Regions from separate parts of the Mus musculus genome. Here regions 2, 3, 4 and 5 are each linked to region 1. A link is a contact called in public HiChIP or PLAC-seq and promoter capture Hi-C data. All regions are on one chromosome and are shown on one strand. The core of a region is the stretch at or near the end of the contact, and the rest is flanking DNA. Distances in the headings are between cores, read along the strand shown.

Region 1 (4,165 bases), core at 641-3,140:
TACGGATGGTTGTGAGCCACCATGTGGTTGCTGGGATTTGAACTCTGGACCTTCGGAAGAGCAGTAGGGTGCTCCTACCCACTGAGCCATCTCACCAGCCCTAGTCTCAAGGTTTTAATCCACAATGAAACATCCCAGAGGCTAGAGCCCTAGTGATCCAATACTCTCTGGAAACACCTTTAGAGACTCAGGAAGAAGTGTGCTTCACTAATTCCTAGGAATCTCTCAGTTCAATTATCAGTCAAGATTAATCATCATATGTATGATGGCTACATATAATCTGCTCACCAAGAACATGAGTTCTTTGATGAAAAGCTTCAGTTTATATTCTTTTTTTTTCCTACTTAGCATTAGACTGGGCATATACTAACTTGGAATGATCTCCAACAAGCTACAGTTTTGATCTCACGTAAGGAGGTCAAATCCTTAGGAGGTAGGACCTAGTAGGAAGAATGTAGGTCACTGGGGATGCACCCTTAAAGTGATATTGGGATCCAGGTCTTTCCCACATGAGGTGAACCAAACTCTGTTTCATAGGTCCAAAACTGAGTCAAGTAATGACAGACTAAAACGATGGAACTTTGAGCAGACAAATCTTTGCTCTTTACAAACTCATTACCCAAGATATTTTGGTCTTAACAACGAAGAGTAACTCGTGGAACATACACCGAGTGAAATGTACGATAGGAGAGCCGACTTCCAGACTACAGGGAGAAAATGCTCCATAGAGCCTTTCAGAAGAGCTTGGTTGGATGTTTTGAGTACTTCACAAGGTGGCAAGGCAGTGTAGTGAGAATTAACATAGAACTTCCGGGTCAGCAGACCCAATGCTGAACCAGTTGATACCGTTTGCTAGATACATATTGTAAGGTCCCAAATGCTCTCGTTCCCTTGTATAAAATACCAATCTCACAATGAAGCTTGGCAATAAAGAGAAAGACCACAAGGACCTCACTCTAGGCAAATACTCAATGCTGATTTCCTAGTTTGTTCTAAGAAAGAAAAGCTGTATCTAGCTCAGAGATGAGGCATTTTTGGTGAAAGAAACTGCAAGTCACCTGAAGCATGGTCATATTTTCAGGGAGGGGCAGATTCTGCCTAGGGTAGTTCTGACATGCCCATCTCCTCAGACCAACCTATTTCAATACTGAAGTTCTGGAGTGGGTGTTCTCAGGTTCTGTGCATCTTCTCACTGCGTGCATTACAGCTACCCAGTATCCCTTGCCAGACCGTCCTCTCAGAAATCTGACTGGTTTCTAGGTCGCAGAGGGGAGGGCTGTGCAGCGGAAACCTTAGTACTCTTAGGGGTCTCTTCTAGGAGCCTCTCTCATGGTCTCCTGATGTCCAGCAACATCATCATTGGACCCACCCAGGTCAGAACTTGGTCAAGCAAGAGGAGGGTGTCTACGGAGCTGCGGTTTGCTCTGCTGCAGGGGCCTGGCCCTCCGTGAGGGTGGCCTGGTGCACGGGGTGTTACTGGGGGTTTGGGGGTTACCGTGGCTGCTAGCACGTGGGATCGCAGCCGCAAGGAGCCTTCCCAGCCTCGGAGCCTGGCTCCGAGTGGTAATGCCCCCTAGTTTGGACCAGGACACCGCTGCCCACCCCTGGGGCAGCCCAGCTCTGCTCACCTCTTGTAGGTAGAACCCACACCTGGTAACGCAGGACTCCCGAGCATCATCGAGGATTCGAACTACAAGTCCCAGAAGGCTGCGGGCAGGAAAGCGCTACTTCCGAGCTCACTTCCGGCGACGATGGGCTCACTCTTGTGAGCCCCCAGTTTGAGGTTGTGGTTGGCCCTGAATAGTTCAAGTTGTTGTGCACTCTTTTCGTTGCAGACACATACAGTTTTAAAATACTCCCCCAAGGTGTCTTTTACTTGTTATGATGATGCTAGAGGGTAAAAAATCATTATAAAATTGTCTTCAGCCTTAAAAATATTCTGAAGCTGTTAATAACCACTTTAAGTGAATAGTGTGGTATATGTATTCACAGCATGTAATCTCATCACTAGGGCCGAGGAAGGAGGTTTGTGAGTTCGAGAAGCCCGTGTCGAAATTTAAAAAAGAAAGAAAAGAATCGATCACTGGTTACTCCATGCTCTTATCTTTGGAGTACAGTCTCCAGATATTTATTGCGCAGGTCACCAACGCCTGTAATTCTAACTCCAGTGATCCCTACACCCTCTTCTGGACTCAGGCGCCTGTGTTCATGTACAATGTGTTCATGTGTACAAACCTACACACACACAAACTTAAAAACAGAATATTTTTAAGAATCAACAATAATGTATTTGGATATAAAGAACTAAAAACTGGATCATAAGGTTGACTTAATAGATCAGTGAACTTCCAAACCCAAAAAATAATTTTAATCATAAAATAGCCACCCCTCCAGAAATTGATGCCATTAAATCTGAAAGAAAATGTCAACGAAATTCTAAGGAATCAATAGTATTAAATGTCGCTAAGTTTCACTTACCAACAGGATTTCAGAGTGTTTTCTGAGTGTGCAGTCGTCTCCCAAAAGGATCTCTAGGTAAACCTGTGACATTAACATCCAATCTGTAGCCCACATGGTCCCCAGGAACGTTGTGAAAGCCCATCACAAAACTCTTAAACCTCAGACTTGAGACTTCTTTTTACAAATATCTTTTGTTCATATATTTCCCTCTGTGTGTGTAAGCCCTTCCCCCGTGGGTGTGGCCATCCGAGGACAACTTGCAGGAGTCACCTCCTTCCTTCTTCTCCGTGGATCCTGGGGATTGATCGCAGTCTGGCAGGATTGGCTGACAGGCACCCTAACCAGAACAGCCCGATTGTTCTTCTGAATGTGGCCTTTGTAAAGGACAGTGGTGTGTCACAGAAGGTTGGACACACTGTTTTGTTTTGTTTTATAAAGATTTAATTATTTATTATAGGATTACACTGTAGCTATCTTCAGACACTCTAGAAGAGGGATTCAGATCTCATTATGGATGGTTGTGAGTCACCATGTGGTTGCTGGGAATTAAACCTTTGGAAGAGCAGTCAGTGCTCTTAACTACTAAGCCATCTCTCCAGGTCCCTGGACACACTGTTAACAGTTACCAGAGTACTGAACTTTGTTCTGCCCAGAGGGTCTTAGGTATTTCATAGCAGAAACTAGTAACAGAATGGGGCTAGGAAAGGCCGATCGTTTTAAAGTCAAGGCTATTTGGAATGCTTAAATTAGGTGTTGTGCATTCAGATAAAAATAGATTATAACATTTAAACCCAATATGTATGGTATCACTTTCCACTTTCTAGGAATCCAAGGTGCATGTTTTCTATTATTTATTTATTAATTTTGGTTTTTTGAGACAGGGTCTCTCTGTGTAGCCCTGGCTGTCCTGGAACTCACTCTGTAGACCAGGCTGGCCTGGAACTCAGAAATCCACCTGCTTCTGCCTCCCAAGTGCTGGGATTAAAGGTGTGTGCCACCATGCCTGGCTTCTTATTCCTTTTCTTATTTACATGTTCCTGGTAGCTTAGGCAAGAATAATGGGTAAGAAATCATCCCTAGAGATGGGGCCACTAACATGACCTTATCCCCAGGGAAACCAATGCTTTACTTGCTAAATCATTTAAAAAACAATTATGATAAAAACTTTCCCAACAATAAAACTTCATATGGCTACACGTGTGTCATCAGAGGTGGATTTTGTTATGTGGTAAAGAAAACCTTAATTAGAAAGAGTTAAAATAGTTTAAATTTATACATTGAAGATTATAAAAAATCAGGCACTAAATGTTAAATAATAATTGACCATGAGGCTGGAAAGTTAGTTCAGTGGTTAAGAGCACTGACCTTTAAAGATTTATTAACCTGCTCCTGGAAACCCGCCCCCCACTGAATACATCCACTGAATACAAAAAAAAAAAAAAAAAAAAAAAAAGAACTGTTCTATTTGTGATTCACTGAATACATAGTTTCAGAGTTGTAATGCTTGGATGATTTTTGTGCTTTACTGTGCCAAGTGATTTTTTTTTTTTTTTTTGGTTTTTCCAGACAGGGTTTCTCTGTATAGCCCTGGCTGTCCTGGAACTCACTTTGTAGACCAGGCTGGCCTCGAACTCAGAAATCCGCCTGCCTCTGCCTCCCAAGTGCTGGGATTAAAGCCGTGTCACCACGCCCGGCTGGATATAGT
Region 2 (4,165 bases), core at 542-3,041, 1.6 Mb after region 1:
GAATTCTTATAAATCATGATGAACACGTATACACAGATACTTCTACTGTAGAGGGGAGTTTTCATAGTTCTAATATAAAACATTCTTAGGAAGCTTGAATTATGCAGATAGCTAACGCTCCTTTAAAAAAAAAAAAACGGCATCACAGGAAGAAACATTGTTGCTAAGAGCACAGTTGTTCTGAGTGGAGTTGCACAACATATGAACTAATGAGAAACAAACAACAGCAGCAACACAAGGACTGTGCTCCCAGTACTGTGGGTCAGAGCTGCAAGAGTACACTACGCAACAGTGGTACTGTTTGTATTTCACTACTCACTCTTACATCACTCATGGTAAATGTGAAGCCAGGTGATAGGGTATTTCCTAGCACATATTAGGCCCTGGGCTCAATCTGCAATTTCACAAAAACAAAACAAAACAACAGCATTATAAGAAGAAAAAGAAAAAAAAAACAGCATTATAGTGAAATACGCATAGGCAACATGTAATCCTTCAATGCACAGATCTGAAATGAGACTAACGTGCCTATAAGTAGAAGAAAATCAGCACAGCAGTAGGTGCATCATCAGTGGTACAAGAACTCCCAAATGAAGTTTGGTCCCAGTTAGTGGCATAATTTCCAATACACAAAAAGAACCGAGGGTGGTGACCATATCTGAAAGCAATTGTGTTGCATACTTTTTTGTTTGGTTGGTTGGTTGGGTTTTTGTTTTTGTTTTTTTCGAGACAGGGTTTCTCTGTATAGCCCTGGCTGTCCAGCCCTGGCTGTCCTGGAACTCACTTTGTAGACCAGGCTGGCCTCGAACTCAGAAATCCGCCTGCCTCTGCCTCCCGAGTGCTGGGATTAAAGGTGTGCGCCACCACGCCCGGCTGTGTCATACTTCTCAGCAAAGGAAATTAATGTAACAAGACAAAAGGTTGTGCTGGCCGGCTAAACCACAGCAGAATATTACATGGCCTAGTGGAAGCTCAAGTGGGCCAATGACCTAGCGTACTAAAACTGGGTCCATTGAGGCCTGCAAGCATCCTCAAAGTGGCCCGTGGTATGCATGAATGAGCACTGGAAAACCAATTGACAATAAAAACGTATAGTGATGTTTAATAATATAAGTAAATAAAACGATGATTAAATTGCTAATTTATCTTGAAAACTGTTAGAGAAAAATCAAAGTGAATTTCCAACATTTCTTTCATCTTTTGAAATGTCTAAAACCAACCAACAAAAGCGGCAATAACTGCACTCAAGGGGTAATTTCAGTACCTTGGCCTTTGCTTCCTTCTCGTCCACAGGAACTTAGTCACACGACGAGTTAGTTTTTAATTTTTCCCCCCAACATAAATATACCCACAATATGTTGCAGCCTTTTAAAAAGGTGACTCTTGTCCTTTTACAGATGTGTGAAAATCGAGCTACAGATTAGAACCACACTCTGGCCTAGGAGCGATGCACAAGTGCGGGGGTGCTGCCCTGGGGCCACAACCAGCAGGGACCACACTCAGACCCAAAGTCGGGTCAGCAGCACCCCGAGCCACGGGTACGACCAATTTGTCCGTGAGTCCGTAGGCAGAGAAGCACGGGTGTGACCAGGCTGCAGCTGAGGCGGGCGCACCGGGGCAGCGAAGACGCAGCAGGCCCTTCCACCACCCGCCCTCCCTCCGGGCCGCGCCGCGCCCCGCCCCGCCGCGCCCCTCACCCGCTCGCCCTCCGGTGGTCGCGTCCGCCCGCTCGCTCGCTCGCCTGCCCGCAGGCGGATAGGAGTTCGCGCGCCCGAGACGCCGGCCTACGCTGGCCCGCGAAGCTCCGGTCCCGCCCTTTGTGACACCGCTCACCAATCGCCGATCAGCGCTGCCGACGCCCTCCAATCAGCTCGCGAGGGGCGGGGCCTAGTCTTCCGCGGCTGGCGGTTGCTCGGACGCCGGGGTCGCACGGGCTTTCAGGAAGGGTTGTCGGTTAGAACTGGCCCGTATGTTGACTCTTTATAACTGGTTGCAGGACCCGTCTAGGGCAGGGTAGGAGACTGGAGACGGGGCACAGCGTCTGGGAAGAGCCGGCACCAGAGTGGCTGGGGCACTTCTAAGGTTCTTTGGGGATAGGAGGGTCTTTGGCATTTGTTATTTACTCATGGCCTAGGACACTTAAAAGGATGTCCATGCTAGTCACCCTTTTCTTGTACTCCACGTTCTCCTAACATTTCTGACTCAGTTGTGTCATCTGTAAAATGGGAACATTTCTATATGCCTTTTGCATTTGAGCAACTATTTGAAGATTATAGGTCAAACAGTCTCAACCTGAGCTCAGATCCCGTCCTACTTTTGCTGTGCACCGAGCTGAAGTGGGATATAAACTGACTGGCTTTCTGACTACACATGCCTTCCAACTAGGTTGGGCCCCTGCTGCTTCGGTTCCTTCATAGGAGGTTCAACTCAAGTGTTTTACCAGGAGGACTGCAGAGGACCATGAAAGCGCTCCCTCATAGTCAACTTGCAAAAGAACCCTGGCCCTGATCAGTCTTCTCCCACCCTCTCATTATCCTCCGAGACCTGAGCCACTAGTCTCCACAGTTTCAACTCCTCGGGACTGAGGTAGATGGTATGGTGAGGCCTTTTGTCAGCCTCTTGCTCTTAAACTCAGCCCATGACTGGGCTGATAACTTCCAACTCTATTGAGGCCAGAGCCATGATGGTAACATGAACAGAGCCTAGGAGGACAGTGCCTGCGCAGGACATCGTGATCACTCACAGCACTCACGTGCTCTAGCATCCAGTGGATGCGCTTAAATTTTATTTTTTTAGCTTAACATTTCATAACCTCATCAAACCATACATCACCAGTCATAACCTACCATTTTAAAGGGCAGACAAAAAGGTCTATTCTCAACAACAATCTTGCAATTTTAGTACTGAAACCATTTACAAAGGAGGAAACAAAAGCTATGAGAGGCAAATTTTTGCCTACAGATAAAAAATCCCATTTCCTGTCACTTCTGAATTCTGACTGGGGTAGCCAGATAATGTAGCCATGATGGAGGCTGTGTTCCAATAAAACTTTCTGCACATTATTAAGACAACAGAGGACCACAGTTCCCCTTACAAGATTGCAGACCCACTTTTTGGGAATTCAGTAGAAAGCTCTTCTCATGGGCTTAGAACCCATAAATGCATAACCTTTCACGTGCTAGACCATCACAGCACCCAGACCCACCGACAGAGCAAACCCTTCAGGTCTGGTGCCTGACCACTGCTCGATCTGCACTCCCTGCCCACACATGAAGCCACAAAGCAGTGTCTCCTGTTAGCATGAGCTTCCATGCACTCTTATTAAGTAAGAACAAACCTCTGTGAAGCGTTTATTTTTTATTTGTAATTTTAAGCATAATTAAAATCAATGCAGAAAAATATCAGCTACATTGGGTAAAGGAAGTGAGTGAGTATCTGCTTGTAAGCCCGTGAAGACAGCGTTAGGAGAGCACGTCACTACGTGAAAAACAGAATGGGAGGGTGAACTGTGAAGGCCCCGCATGCTGCGCATGCTCTACTGGCTTCCGAAGGCATTCAGGGGGTCATCAAAAATGCTGGCCACTTTGTGCTCAGATCTTTGTTCAGATGCTGCCTCTGCAGATTGGCTTTTGGGTTTGGATGCTTTAGCCTGGAGGCCAGAGGAGAAAATGTCATCTTTAAAAAGAAAAAAAGAAAGATGTTAAGACAGGCAAACAAGAAAATGGGAACTTGAGACACATGCACACAAACTGTAAAGCCCAATTCTAATAACACACTAAGACCACCAACATCGAAGTCAAACCTCTTAGATTCTGGGCCTGGCTCAGTTGGTGGCACCCAACTTTTGTAAGGACATATGAACGAACATCGGGTTCTTTCTGAACATAAGTTTCTAGCTACAGAAGTGTGTCTGCACTTGAAGTCAGAAACAGGAGGGTGGAGCGGTTCTCCACCTCAGCGAGGGCCTCACCACCTGGAACTGCTCTTTCTCTCTTTCTGCCTTCTTTTCACTCTGGATTTTAAGAAGAGTAAGAATGTACAAACAGAAATCCAATATAGGATGCGCTCAGAGCGCACATCTCAGTGGTAAGAATGGAGTCTGGTTCCACTCATATTAGTGCTTCAGACTCAGCTTAGCTATGCTCTGCTGCTTACCACGTAATTT
Region 3 (4,165 bases), core at 459-2,958, 1.5 Mb after region 1:
ATTTGTTTTTAGTTTAGGTACATTCCACATATTTTGTGTTTACCTAAAATTCATATTTAATTGTGAATCGTGTGTTTCATCTGACAATCCTGGATGTAGCCAAGACATGCAACACAGTTTCATCGTCTGCCTATACTTAAAGAGAAGGTAAAGGAGGGAGTTGTCTTGGAAAAGACAATGTACCTCACCTGGGTGTCACAGACATTAGACGACCAACAGCCACCTCCTCACAAAGGACAAACTTTTTAAAATGTGTTCTCTGCCTCTATCTTCCCACTGCCAGGATCACAGTGCGCCACCGTGCCCAGCGATTTTCCCTGCTAACATCAAAGTTCAGTACATCTCTTATCAATAAAGTCTCCAGAAACAAGAAGTTAGGAAAGTACACATGGCTCTTTATTTTAACTTCCTCAGTAATTTCACACTCTGCATACCCTCATTCACTGCATCCAACAGGATATTTCGTTTGATTTTATTGAACATAGGGTCTCACACACTGAATCTCTCAAAATGCAAAATTTTCTTGCTTCAGATTTTCAACATTTAGTTTTTAAAAAAAAAAGTGTCCACATCATTCCATGTATAGTTCATACATTCTTTTTCACAGCACGTGATTTGAGTATTCTAAATGAAGTATTCCACTCCCATTTTGAGTAACTAACCAAGCAAGTACATGTGAAGTCTACTATATAGAAGCACGATTGCAGTCCCTCCTGGGGCTGATCAGAAATACTGCTGTTTTTTCCAAGAGATAAGTTATATATTTATTATTTCTCTAATTGCATAACATATAATCGAACAAAATAAAGAAAAAAAAAAATAATGGGAAGGGCCATACTTCATACGTATCTTGAGACATCATCAAATTAACAAAAACATAAAACGACAAAAAAAAAAAAAAAAAACCACTTCATAATAAATCTTGACAGCTGTATGACCACTGTGTGTCTTTACGTGGGGGAGACAAAGAAGCAGAAAAGGGCTGGCTTTCTTTCTTCCTTTGTTGTTGTTTTTTTTTTTTTTTTTTTTTTCAAATGGGCTTTCAGAGAAGCGTGTTTTCTTTTTAAGGGAGGTTTAGCTGCGTTAAAGATACGTGAGAAGAACGTGAGCCATTATAATCCTCCCCTAATAAATTCCCTATTTAAAAAAACTTGACTCAGATGAAGGAGTCCAAAAAAAAAAAAAAAACATTTTTAAAGACGAGCAAATGGGCGGCGATTAAAATGTAAAGCAGCCTACCTACGCTTTGCCTCCAGCGCTTCTACTAGAGCAGCACCGTCCAGACGCCACGTCAGGCACTCAGACACCAGGAATCCACACTTCCATCTCGGACGGACGCGGAGACTGAAGCAGAGGCAGGGAGGGAGGGTTGCCCGGTGCGCGCCCTCACAGCCCAGCCCGGGCAGGACTTCACCTGAGAGAGCCCGAGACCTTCGGCCGCCCGCCGATAGGGTGACCGGACCCCGCCCCGCAGCACGCGGCCTCTCCCCGGCCCGAGACCTCCGCGCACCCACCTGTCGCGGCCTCCCAGCGGCCACACCCCTGGTGGCCCGGAGCGCGCGGCCCCGCCACGCCGCACCTCGGCGCGAGCAGCTCAGGTGGGCGCGGAGCTCCACGCGCGGCCCGCTTCCTGCATGACCCGGGCCGGACGCAGCAGGGCCGCTGGGTCAGCGCGCAGCCTACACCACCCAGCGAGAGGACGCCGACTGACCGGTCACGTGACGCGCCGGTCACGTGCCCCGCCGCGCCTCAGGCTAAAAGCGTTGCTTTGGCGACCTGGGGCGCTGGGAAGGCGGGGTAGCGGCGGCGGCCGCCTGGTAGACTGGCGCTGGGTGAGGCTGCTGGTAGACTCCGCCCGGCTTCACCTTCTCAGTGTAGAGAAAGGTAAACCTTCCGGTGCGCTAGCAAATGAAGTGGGAGCGAGAACTACGCGGTAAAACGTTTGTGTGTATGGACGAGCAGGGTTTTTTGTTTTGTTTTTTCTCTCACTCCCTAACCTAGAGAGACTCTGAGTGTATATGGTATGGATATGTAAATATGGTATTCATAATTTTTATGAGGATATTTCTGTCCATGTAGACAAGACGTATTTGACTCTACTTTGTCTACATTAAACTCATCCCTGATTATACCTGTACACTGGTGTTGTGACTTGTCCCCACCACAGTACTGTTGGTTGGACCCAAAGATTCTCTCAGAAGCTATCATTCCTAACTTTTACAATTTCTTGACATTCTAATTTTCCTAAGTCACATCTTACAGAAGGAGAGGTTTTGGCCACTGGCAGTTTTATTTATCCAATAATCTTTATTACACGGTACATTCAAGGTATTTTTTTTTAAATTCATGAGAGATTTGTAAGGCAATCCCTGCAGTACTCCACGATTTTCTATTGTCTAGAAGTAAGTCTGTTGGTTTAGCTAATCAGGTTACTCAGCATACTCAAATATGCTGGTCAGTTTGCATACTATGCTGTTTAGAGAGCAAACTGTCAGGAGACAAAACATCTGGATCCATGTAGCAAAGCAAAAAATGGGTCCATTCCTGTAGATCACCTTGAAAGCAACATTCATCTAGAAGATGGAATGGTGAATTTTTTTCGTGCAGATTTTTGCTGTGGGAAGCAGCAGCTACAACCTGAGAGAATCCTCCTGCCCTGGTGGCAGGCTTTCCTATAAGGCAGGACTAAACTTCCATTAGTGTCGTACATGGGCAAGAAGAGTCAATTAAGTGATTTGGGGGTGTGGGAGCCTGCCATCCGAAGTGACAAAGATTTCCAAGTTCTAGAAGTGTCTGAGTAGTTGTGGAGCTGGAAATATTATTTAGGCAAAGCTAGAGTCTCCTAACACAAGGATTCCCTACCCAAGAGATTTCTGAAGCCTCTCTTCATCTAAAACAAAGCTCTGAGTCCTGAGACCAAAATCTTGCATCTGTCCAAACAAGGGAACAAACAGGAAGTGGGAAGAAACCTCTGTACTTAGAAGGTAAAGCTGCTAAAATAAAGAAAAAAAGCAGTTGCTTTGAGGTGACCATTTGCTCAATGCAAGAAGCCTCGTGGCCTTTGGTAAAAATCCTCCTGTCTGTGCTAAAGGGGATGACTTCCCTCCTAGACTGTAGATCAGGGGATGCCAAGTGAGGCATGAGCCAGGGGGCCAATGTTACCCTACAACTAGTCACACTCAACTCTTCAAATGCTTAAGCACACGTTTATCAGTTACGGGTTCCTTGCAAACAAAAGATGCTGTTACAGTCGATGTTAGTGTGCATGTGTAATTTCTGCCCCAGGAGGTTTTCAAGAGATCAGGAATTCAAGGTCAAGCCTAGACTACATAGTTGACCTAAAAAAAAAAAAACAGTGACAAAATATACTGCTGGTGTCTATGATCATAATGGCATTGAACAAGGTGAATCTGAAGTGTGAGGAATAACAGAAACAAATTAAGAGATGAATATCTATATCTTAACTATGCTGTTGAAAAGCAGCCCTTGAATCCACACTTCCTGATTTTAAGTCTTGGACAGCTTTCCACAAGAGCAACACCTGGGATAGCTTGTGAAAGAGGTTTCTTGTGGCTCCAGAGAGTCCAGTCCTAGATGACCTGACACTTCTCCTTCTTTGTAAAGACTCATTCTTCTAGAATGAGGTGTTTAGACAACTCTAGAATGGAAAAAAATCCAAAAGTGGGCATGGAGGCACATGCCTGTGGCCCCATCTATACCAAAGGCTGAGGCTGGATATCACTGAGTTGAATCAAGCCCTGAAGCTAGCCTGAACAACAGAACAAGACTCTGTATCCCTATAAGAAGAAAAGACACATTGCTTTCAGTATTTTAAATGGTTTTTAGTTTAGCATCTCATTTTTTAAACTCAAAACTTAAGATGAAGGTGGCTATATCACAAGACCTAATCACACTCAATATTTTGGCAACAGCACAAGAACAATGTGTCCTCAATTCACTAACATTTGTAAGCATAAATTAAATCTGTCTGATTCTGCCTTGTTTAATCATTCACTAACATCGTTAGCACACAATCATGGCCTTGCCATTTTAAGTGCTAATCTTAATCATGACAATTGACTATATCTGTTATTGTTTATGTGATTTGATGTCTTAAGTATTGACATCTGTCTTCTAGATTTCCTTAAGTCTCCAAGCAAGATCA
Region 4 (4,165 bases), core at 1,045-3,544, 1.2 Mb after region 1:
CTGAGCTGGGCCCACTGACAACAACTGTTAATTGAAAAAAAAAAATGCCCTACAGATATGCCTACAGGAAGAACATAAGGGGATGAAAGGGGTTGTTTCTCAACTGAGAGTTCCTCTTCCCAAATGACTCTAGCTGGGTCAAGGTAGTATAACACCAAACAGGACATTAGCCAGTATGAAATGAGGAGAGTGAGAACTCAACCTGGGGAACCCAAAAGCCCCCCCCCCCATGAGGAAAATGATAGAGAACAGGGCGCTGATAGCCCCACGTGAGGAAAATGGATTTTGGTTTCTGAATCCCCTTTCCACCTTGTGGAGAGTCTTTCTTTCTGTGTGCTTTTCAGTAGCTGTCTCCGGGGCCTGCTTTCTCACTGACTTTAACTGGGGGATGGGTGGGTCCACCACTTCCTTTTCCAATGCTCGTGTGTGTGTGTGTGTGTGTGTGTGTGTGTGTGTATGTGTGTGTGTTGTGGTTGTTGTTGTTCTGTTTTTTTTACCTTTTTGTGTCTTGGATTTTTTTCTCTTTTATTTCTTTAGCTGGTGAGAAAACACCCAGCCAAGACCCCCAGATGGCACCAGAAGGGTTGTTTGTAAGTTTAGAGTAGGGGAGACCATGACAAGAGTGACATTGAGGATTTTGGCTTGAGCAGCTGGAGTGAAGGCACGGTTGTCAATTGCTGGGCGGAGACTATCGAGGGACAGAACGTTTGATGTGCCATGCTCACTGCGCATTCAAACGGGATCCCAAGCAATCGGATCCAGGAGCCTGGAGCTCTGGAGAGTTGCACATGTCAATGGGTCAAGAGAGTTTATGCTGGGACCAAATATAAATGACCGTGGCCCAGAAACAGATTTAGGTTACCTCAAATCCCAGGCCCCAACATGGAAGCAGTTTCATGAAGTTTCATAGTAATAGAATAAAGAAAGTTGCAAAACAAGACACTTTGGAACACACTAGTGGAAGCATGGAGTGGGAGGTTATAGCAGCATGGAGGAACCTCAGCTGCAGGCTTCCGCTATCAGATGACTCTTGGACTTCTGGTTGTAGAAAATCAGTTTTGTTAAATTAGCACATCCCAAAATATTTTTTACCTGTCAGTCACAGGATGTCAGGTCAAAAGTGGGCAAAGTAGTGGTTATTTCCATGGCTAGAGATACCTCAAACTCTGTTATGACTGGGCTCCGGACCTACGACACTCCCAAACCCTCCATAACCACAGAAGCTCACTTATCTGGCCAGCCGCGCAGAAGAGTGCTGCTTCTCTGCAGGAAGTTGCATTTATGGACACCAGGATCAGCCAAGGTCGCCAGTGAGGGGAGTCTGCCTTAATGCGATGAATCTGAAGCCATTAGAACTCCCCTGGGAAGGAAGCATGTGTGCCTTTCCAAACCGAGTTGTTCACTCACAGTGTGAGCGGGAGCAGAATTCCTCTCCAAGCTGGGGTTCCTGCCCAGTACACTGAACGCATTCATTTTCCTCTGATAGGAGTGGCTGATGCAAAGTCACGGCTCTCTCCTCAAAGTCATGAGTTTTATTCAGAGGCCAAACACAAGTGATGATGGCCCAGGGAACACAGATTTAGATTACCCAAACTCCGCCTTTCAACCTGCAACCAAATTCATGAAGGTTTGACAGTAACAGAACAAAGAAAGCCATAAATCAAGATACTTTTAAATTCATTTGTAGAAACATCAGAGAGGTGGGTTAGAGCTCTGTTTAGACATCTCAGCTATAGATGTCATCTAACATAGTATTCTTGGCCTTTTGATTGGAGAATGGGATTTTGTGTTTTATCTGTCAGGATGTTGCACATCCTTCCATAGAAGTGGACAAGGAATGGATGCATCCCAAGATGAATACTAATTATGCTCTGGACCTGCAACATCCCAACCTCTCTTCACCACCGCCGTTTTAATCAATCAGTCAGCCTGTGCGGACAGTGTCCTCCAGAAATTTCACGGGCCTTTTGGTGATATAAGGCGACCCGTGAAAAACATAAGTAACACCTTAGGCTGAAGTTATTTCTCTAGACTAGATACTCAGTACTAAGAATGCAATTTACAAGTTGGAACGGGCTGGTTTGGGGGTGGTGAGCAGAATCTAACAAAGGCCAGTTTCTGTGTAGGTCGACCAGAATAGAAAGAGAGCGGGTAACAGGCCTTAAGGTCCTTGGCTCTGCCTTCTGAGTGGTAAGAGAGGAACACAAAAGGACCACCGGAAGAATCCGCAGGATATGGTGGGGTGGGCCGGGGACCATAGAGGGTCTCTCCGCCTCTTCCTAGAGCGGCCGGCAGCTCCGCGGCTAGCAGCCCGCACTTCCGGCGGGCGAGGCGCGAGGCGGGCACCGTGGCGGCCTGCGCGGTGAGTACGCGGGGCCTGCGGGTCTGCCTGGGCCGGTGTTGGGTCGGGTCGGGCTGCGGCGCTGCACGGAGCCCGGCGGGTGGCCTCGGGCTGGGGTCGGCTTCGGCCTGGGCGCCTCCGCTCGCCGCGGAGGAGAAAGACTCCATTGTACGGGTGGGTAGGCTGCACCGGGCCATTGTGAGCGACTTGGAGGGAAGCGGCGGACTCTTTGTTGCTGCCGTAAATGGGTGAGGGAGCAGGTGCACGCCGGCTAGACGGGTCCCCAGTACTGGAGCTCCATCACCCAGCTTTACCCAGCCTCTCCCCTACTGGGGACCTCGATCAGACAACCGGACTTGGCGGGCGTTAGACGAGGGGGCGATGGACTCCCCAGGTCGGACAGTGAGAAATCAGGCCCGGAGGCGGCTCCGGGGTTGGGATGGGTAAAGGAGCTAAAGGAGCTTCGGGCCTGTGTTTACGAACCCACGAAAGGAGGTTTTAAATCAGCTTTATTTTAAAAATAGGAGCACACATAGGCTACCTGTAAGTATGATTACTTCATCCATAGGTAGATTCCATAATCGATCAGTTTGCAACCAGTTGTGAGTTCCCCGGTATTTAAAGAGATGTGTTTAAAAGTGTATGCTTACCATTATAGCTATTTATTGAGTACCAGGTACCCCACACAGTGTCTCCTGTTTACGTGGTCTGTACATAACCGAGACGGTTATGGGCAGTGATTGCTGTAGATCTGTGTTATGTGCAGTTTGCTCTTTCTGTTGCTGCAATTGTAGCAGATAAAATTATTAAACACCCAGGAAAAGCCCCTGGGCACTCTTACGTTTGGAGGATTATTATACAGCAAAATCAAGACGAAGGAAAAAAAAGGCAGGAAAAGATGTCATTTGTGTTTTTATTTACTTACTTTAAATGCTTGTGTGCAAGGAAACTCAGAAAAATAACTGAGTTGCAAGTAGGTTTTCCAACTAACCTAAGACACTGGAAGTCCAGTGACTGGCTTTGCAGGCCTGAACACCTCCCACACTCTCGCCTATTTGGAGTGTGTGTGTGTGGAAGGGGTTGTTTTGACAGCTTCCAGACAACCTTAAATGTAATGCAATAAACTTATTTTAGAGCTTTTGGTTGTGCTCTCCTTCTTGGCGTGCTATAGTCTAGGAAAGGAAGAATAAAGTGTTTTGGTTTTTTTTTTTTTTTTCCAGATTTTTCTCACCTAGTATTTTCTGAATAAGACTCTTGGGAAACTTGAAATTCTCTTTACCGATTAGCTTCTATTTTCAACTCCGCTTGCTAAGTTATCATCTATAGAAATAACCAAGCAAATAAGAATAGATAGGAATCTATGGAGGTGTAGTATAATCTGTCATTTCTTTTGAATTGGATATCTTACGTAGCAGCTATTAAATGAGAAATTTAGCACAGCCAGTATTGACCTGAGATGCTGTTTAGCAGAGATATTGATCATCTTTTGCAGTTATTTTTGTATCTTCTCTGAGACTTTATCTTGCTTTTGCTTTTTAGTCCTTCAAAATACTCTCTGTGGCTCCTCCCTAACAGGTTTATGTTTTTCTTCGTCTTCTCTTTTGCCTGTCCAAAATCAGAAACGTTGCAAAATGATGATGATGCTGATTAAGCTTAACCTCTGGCATTAGAATCACCTAACGAGCACCTGTCTCTTAAAAGTGCGTCATTGCACTTGTACTAGGTGTGCTTTGGCTACACATGGATGCAGTTTTGATAGATTGAAGAGGTGCTAGTGCTGAACTAATAAATATCTGTATTTTTCTTTTTCTTCTACAGAAGGGA
Region 5 (4,165 bases), core at 1,040-3,539, 1.1 Mb after region 1:
GTTTAAGAGCACAATACCATGGCTGTAGAAGGAAAGGCATTCAGTCCCCCTTGGCATCCATGAGAGAACCACTCGAGGATGTGCAGGGGTACAGACCCCTGGATAAGCTCATGTCTACCCTACAAAGTGGCGCCTTGTTTTCAGATATCCTAAGGGATTCTCCCACATGCATCACGGCACCTCTAGATAACTTCCAACCCTTAATCTAATGCAAATGCTAGGTTACAGCTATTATAGTCCATCATTCACAAAATAATAAGGGAGAGAGTCTACACATGCTCGGTACGTTTGTTTCCCAAATATTTTCAGCCTGCAGTTGACACCATCAATGGATAAAGAATTCGGAGATACAACAGATCAGCTGTATAAAGTTTAACTCGTTAAGTTGAATCAAGAATTTGTATTCAGGATGATTCTGAACTGAATAGGACCCCAGTGGAATCCAGAGTATGACCAGGAATGGTGCCCATGTATCAGGCCCCAAGTGACCCCAGGCAACTGCATTCATTCCACCAAGGCCCGAATGGTACCACGGTTCAAGTCTAAAATGGCCCAACAGGCTTGTGTTTTAAACGCTTGTTTCAAAGCTTGAGGCCTCTAGAAGGGTGTGACTGATAAGGGCATTCACTAGACCCTCAGTAGAAGAGCGTTTGAAGGTTATAAATGGCTCCTTCCCATTCTCCCTACCCCTTGGTGCACCACAACATGACCCGCTGTTCTCCAGGCACACAGTCCTGCTGACATGATGTCCTGCGAGTGCATCGGGCCTGACACCGGAGGACTGAAATCTCTAAATCAGGAACCAAAATAAACCCTTCCTTCCTTCCTTTCTCTCTTCCTTCCTTCCTTCCTCCCCCCACCCCCACCCCCAGAAAAATGACATGTGGTCCTGCCAACGTCTAGGTAAATAATACAAGTGGCTTTGACTGTGCTTTGCCCCTTGAGGGTCAGTCCTTGTCCCTGATAAAAGGCTGCGCCAAGAAGAAGGCAATGCCCAGAAGAAACACGGAGAGCTGATCGCTGCAGGTAGTGGATGGTGCGCATTTGCACTGCAGGGGTTCTCATGAGAAGCCAGTTGTTAAGTTCATCACCCTGCCAACGTAGAAACTTATGCCAGCTACCCATGTGTCTATCTCTCCCTCAGCTAGAGAAACAACCCTTCTTTTTTTTTCAAGAGCAGAAAAACCAGTCTACCTTTCTGATGTCACAAATCTGGAGTGCTGAGGAGCCAAAGAACCATCTCACTGCCAAGGCAGCCGGGTTTGAAACCCTACTCAATGTGTACAAGTTACGGGGAATGTGGAGGGAGATATAGCTTTCCTGCACACACCTGACACCCGCAGCTGTCTTCTGCAGCCTGTGCCTGGGGACCGAGTATCTAACACCTTCATCAGAGGCAGGTGTGGCTCATTGTTTTGTTTTGTTTGTGCTTTCCACCCCACATCCCATTTCAGGATGTTAGGATTTGAAACTATCAAGTAACATCAACAAACTATATGTGTTTTGGAGACAAAGGAAGTGATGAGCCCTGGACTTCTAAGTTTACTGGTATTTGGTTCCCGTTTCCTCCAACTCCTGCCAGGTCCATCCCTTCTTCCCATGGCTCATTTCCCTGATCCATCAAATCATGAAGATGCTCTCTCTAAGGCACAGATTGGCCTCCACAAGCTAAAGGAAATGCTGTCACTGTGTGCACCTTTAGCCTCATGTACATGCGTAGCTCCCACAGGCTCTCTTAGTTCCGTGCTGTATCTACTGACATTCCTCCCTTCTAAGTAAGCAGTGCGTTCTCTGAAGACCTTTAGATACTTACTCAATCTTAGCATTATGCCTGGTGGTTACTCTATTCTGAGACAGCAAAGGAACCAGACTATAAATAGGTCAGATCCCAGCCCTCACCTCACTGGCTTCTCAGGGCAGGAGCTACAAACCCTCTGTGGCTGTGAGCTGCTTTTGAGTCTGCAGGGAGCCCTTAGGTAGCAGCTCACACAGAGAACACTTGTTAGGGCCTTGGGTCTGATCCTGGCCCTGTGGACTCTCCCATTATGAATATCTATAAATGCTTACCAACATGCCTCAGCTGCTCTTACAGCATGCGTTGGTGTGCTTTCAAGGGGTTGGCCTGCACCCCAGCTCCTAAGGTCGGCTCTTACTAGCTTGAGATAAGTGCAGACTCTCAGCCTGTTTAGCACAGACATTGACTGCGAAACATACTTGACCCAAGCCAGTCCTTGCTTCGGTAGGCCGCTGTTGTCAGGGTTTGGAGGAAACCTGTGTACCCCACATTTGATCCCATCAAGTAGAGCCAAGACTTATGGGTGGCCTAAGAAGATCTCACTTTTTCTGCATTGTTTGATGTGAGGCTAGAACAGCAGCAGGCAGCTGGTTGACTAAGTGGGAAAAGAGTCTGAAAACAAAGCCAAACTGTAGAGAAGACAGCCAGAAAACTAGTGACCGTCCAAATCCAGCCAGTCTTTGCACATCTTTATTTCCAAGTTGCTGTGACTTCTGTTCTCTGTTTACTTGCAACGAAAAGCTGTGAGGAGTGTCTCATCCCACAGTCCAAGAAGCAAAGCTGTGGAGCAACCGGGATAAGCTTAGAAGTCGCCAGGGTTGTAAGGAACTTGCAAGAATTAGCATTAGAGGGAGGAAGCAAAGGGAAAGCCCAAGGATGAACCAGAGCACGCCGGGCCTCTGCCGCCCCCTAGTGGACACTGCTGCCGCCACAGATCCTGCGGCCCTAGCTCAAAAGTTGACCAAAGCCCGGTTCTTCACCGGTGCCTCGACATTCCAGACCTAGATCCTAAGGAATTAGTTACCCAAGTGGAGTGCTCCTTCTTTGTACAGTAGGAAAAATAACATCCCCTGTTATCTGTAAGACTGTAATTAGATGAAATAGTCAAGATGAGGTTAACGGGACCTGCCCATATGAAATAACAAAAGGGGGGAAAATGAATTGCTGACGAAAGAAGTTTTGAAAAGTAGCACAGACAAAGAGCCGCGTGATTGATCCACGTCACTGACCGGAGAGGATCCAGGCCATGCCTTTGAAAGTGTGACTGAGGAAGCATATGGCTGCGCAAGTCAGAGCGCCCACCTAAGCCCAGGCTAGGAACCTGGACAGAGGGAGCATTGCATGCACTGGAGATGCAGAAGCTCCTGTAAGCCCCAGAACGATCCATAGATGCAAATGAGGAGATGACCAGGAGAGCCACTGGAGAGGACTGGAGGGAAAGAGACACAGAAAGCCAGGGCAGGTCCTGGCCACTAGCAGGGTCACTGAACCATCAGAAACCCTCGTTTCAGGCAAGGCCGTTAGTAGTTACAGTAAAACGCAGGTCCCCTAAGGCGGTGGTTCTCAACCTTCCTAATGCTCTAACCCTTTAATACAGTTCCTCATGTTGTTGTTACTTCATAACTATAATTGTGCTACTGTTATGATCATGATGTAAATATCTGATATGCGACCCCTGTGAATGGGGTCACTGTGAAAGTGGGTCACGACCCAGAGGTTGAGAACTGATTCCCTAAGAACTCATACAGGCAGAACCTAGATAGAGCCATCTTGTCTGTAGCCAGGATGAGAGTGAAGCTCAACAGCAAGCTCAGAGGTATATGCAAGGATACAAAAACAGTCACCACAAAATAAGAAAAAAAAGTAATAATGTATAACACCCAATAAAAAGTGTCTGTGCCTTCCAACAGGCAAGATGAGACAGAAGCCCAGTGAACTGACTGCCAATGCACAGCATAACACAATTGGGTGGGAAACAAATCTTGGAAAGAAATCTACAACCCCAAATTAAGTTAAAAAGCAAGAATGCTCTCATGACTTCAGACCAGTCTATGACTTCAACTTCCCTTTTAGAAACCAAGACAAAGAACATTAAATTAGATATAGAAGAAACAGAAGGGAAAGAAGAAGCAAAATAAGATAATACATTACTACAGTAGAAGACAGGAAAACAAAAAATTATGACCTGGAAAAAATTTTTAGACAGTCAATAAAATTGACAAACCACAGGGCATGGGGGGGGGGGACACCTTTTATCCTAGTCCTCAGGAGACAGAGGCAGGAGGATCTCTGTGAGTTCAAGGCCATCCTGGTCTACAGAGTGTGTTCCAGGACAGTCAAGTCTGCATAGAGAGATTGTGTCTCAAACAA

What was found. Promoter capture Hi-C pulls out the DNA fragments that hold promoters and counts their contacts. HiChIP or PLAC-seq counts read pairs in DNA pulled down with a chosen protein or histone mark.
Region 2: a contact with region 1 is called in an H3K27ac HiChIP or PLAC-seq map of embryonic stem cells, with 6 times the contacts expected there. The contact joins the promoter of Zfand4 here to the promoter of Zfp239 in region 1. A contact is called at or near these places in 2 of 39 promoter capture datasets (cranial neural crest and liver), 6 of 115 datasets of contacts at active chromatin or transcription factors (astrocytes, embryonic stem cells, extraembryonic endoderm stem cells and 1 more) and 2 of 9 other capture datasets (adipose tissue and pancreatic islet).
Region 3: a contact with region 1 is called in a promoter capture Hi-C map of cranial neural crest. The contact joins the promoter of Marchf8 here to the promoter of Zfp239 in region 1. A contact is called at or near these places in 7 of 39 promoter capture datasets (the 3T3-L1 cell line, the SN4741 cell line, cranial neural crest and 3 more) and 1 of 115 datasets of contacts at active chromatin or transcription factors (epiblast stem cells).
Region 4: an H3K4me3 HiChIP or PLAC-seq map of stem cell-derived neural progenitor cells shows a contact between it and region 1, with 5 times the contacts expected there. The contact joins the promoter of Zfp422 here to the promoter of Zfp239 in region 1. A contact is called at or near these places in 6 of 39 promoter capture datasets (the C10 cell line, the HPC-7 cell line, cranial neural crest and 3 more) and 4 of 115 datasets of contacts at active chromatin or transcription factors (embryonic forebrain, extraembryonic endoderm stem cells and stem cell-derived neural progenitor cells).
Region 5: a promoter capture Hi-C map of cranial neural crest shows a contact between it and region 1. The contact joins the enhancer-like site here to the promoter of Zfp239 in region 1. A contact is called at or near these places in 7 of 39 promoter capture datasets (cranial neural crest, embryonic stem cells, frontonasal cranial neural crest and 4 more) and 1 of 9 other capture datasets (pancreatic islet).

What each region holds. Positions count from the first base shown.
Region 1 is chr6:117,860,606-117,864,770 of GRCm38.p6, reverse strand. It overlaps Zfp239 (zinc finger protein 239), which reads right to left and starts at 1,890. Exons shown (of 4, transcript NM_001001792.2): 1 at 1,629-1,890.
Region 2 is chr6:116,261,845-116,266,009 of GRCm38.p6, reverse strand. Zfand4 (zinc finger, AN1-type domain 4) reads right to left here and starts at 1,791. Exons shown (of 10, transcript NM_001309446.1): 1 at 1,698-1,791. Washc2 (WASH complex subunit 2`) reads right to left here. Exons shown (of 31, transcript NM_026585.3): 31 at 3,339-3,675. The coding sequence ends at 3,536.
Region 3 is chr6:116,335,565-116,339,729 of GRCm38.p6, reverse strand. It overlaps Marchf8 (membrane associated ring-CH-type finger 8), which reads right to left and starts at 1,708. Exons shown (of 8, transcript NM_001302383.1): 1 at 1,515-1,708; 2 at 1,240-1,344.
Region 4 is chr6:116,627,128-116,631,292 of GRCm38.p6, reverse strand. It overlaps Zfp422 (zinc finger protein 422), which reads left to right and starts at 2,294. Exons shown (of 2, transcript NM_026057.3): 1 at 2,294-2,362; 2 at 4,160-4,165.
Region 5 is chr6:116,766,440-116,770,604 of GRCm38.p6, reverse strand. No RefSeq gene overlaps it. Among named protein-coding and RNA genes, the nearest start is that of Gm36788, 6.7 kb to the left of the region's middle. Within about 2 kb of position 2,289, at least 14 of the 459 cell types and tissues checked have an H3K27ac peak or open chromatin away from gene starts, as enhancers often do.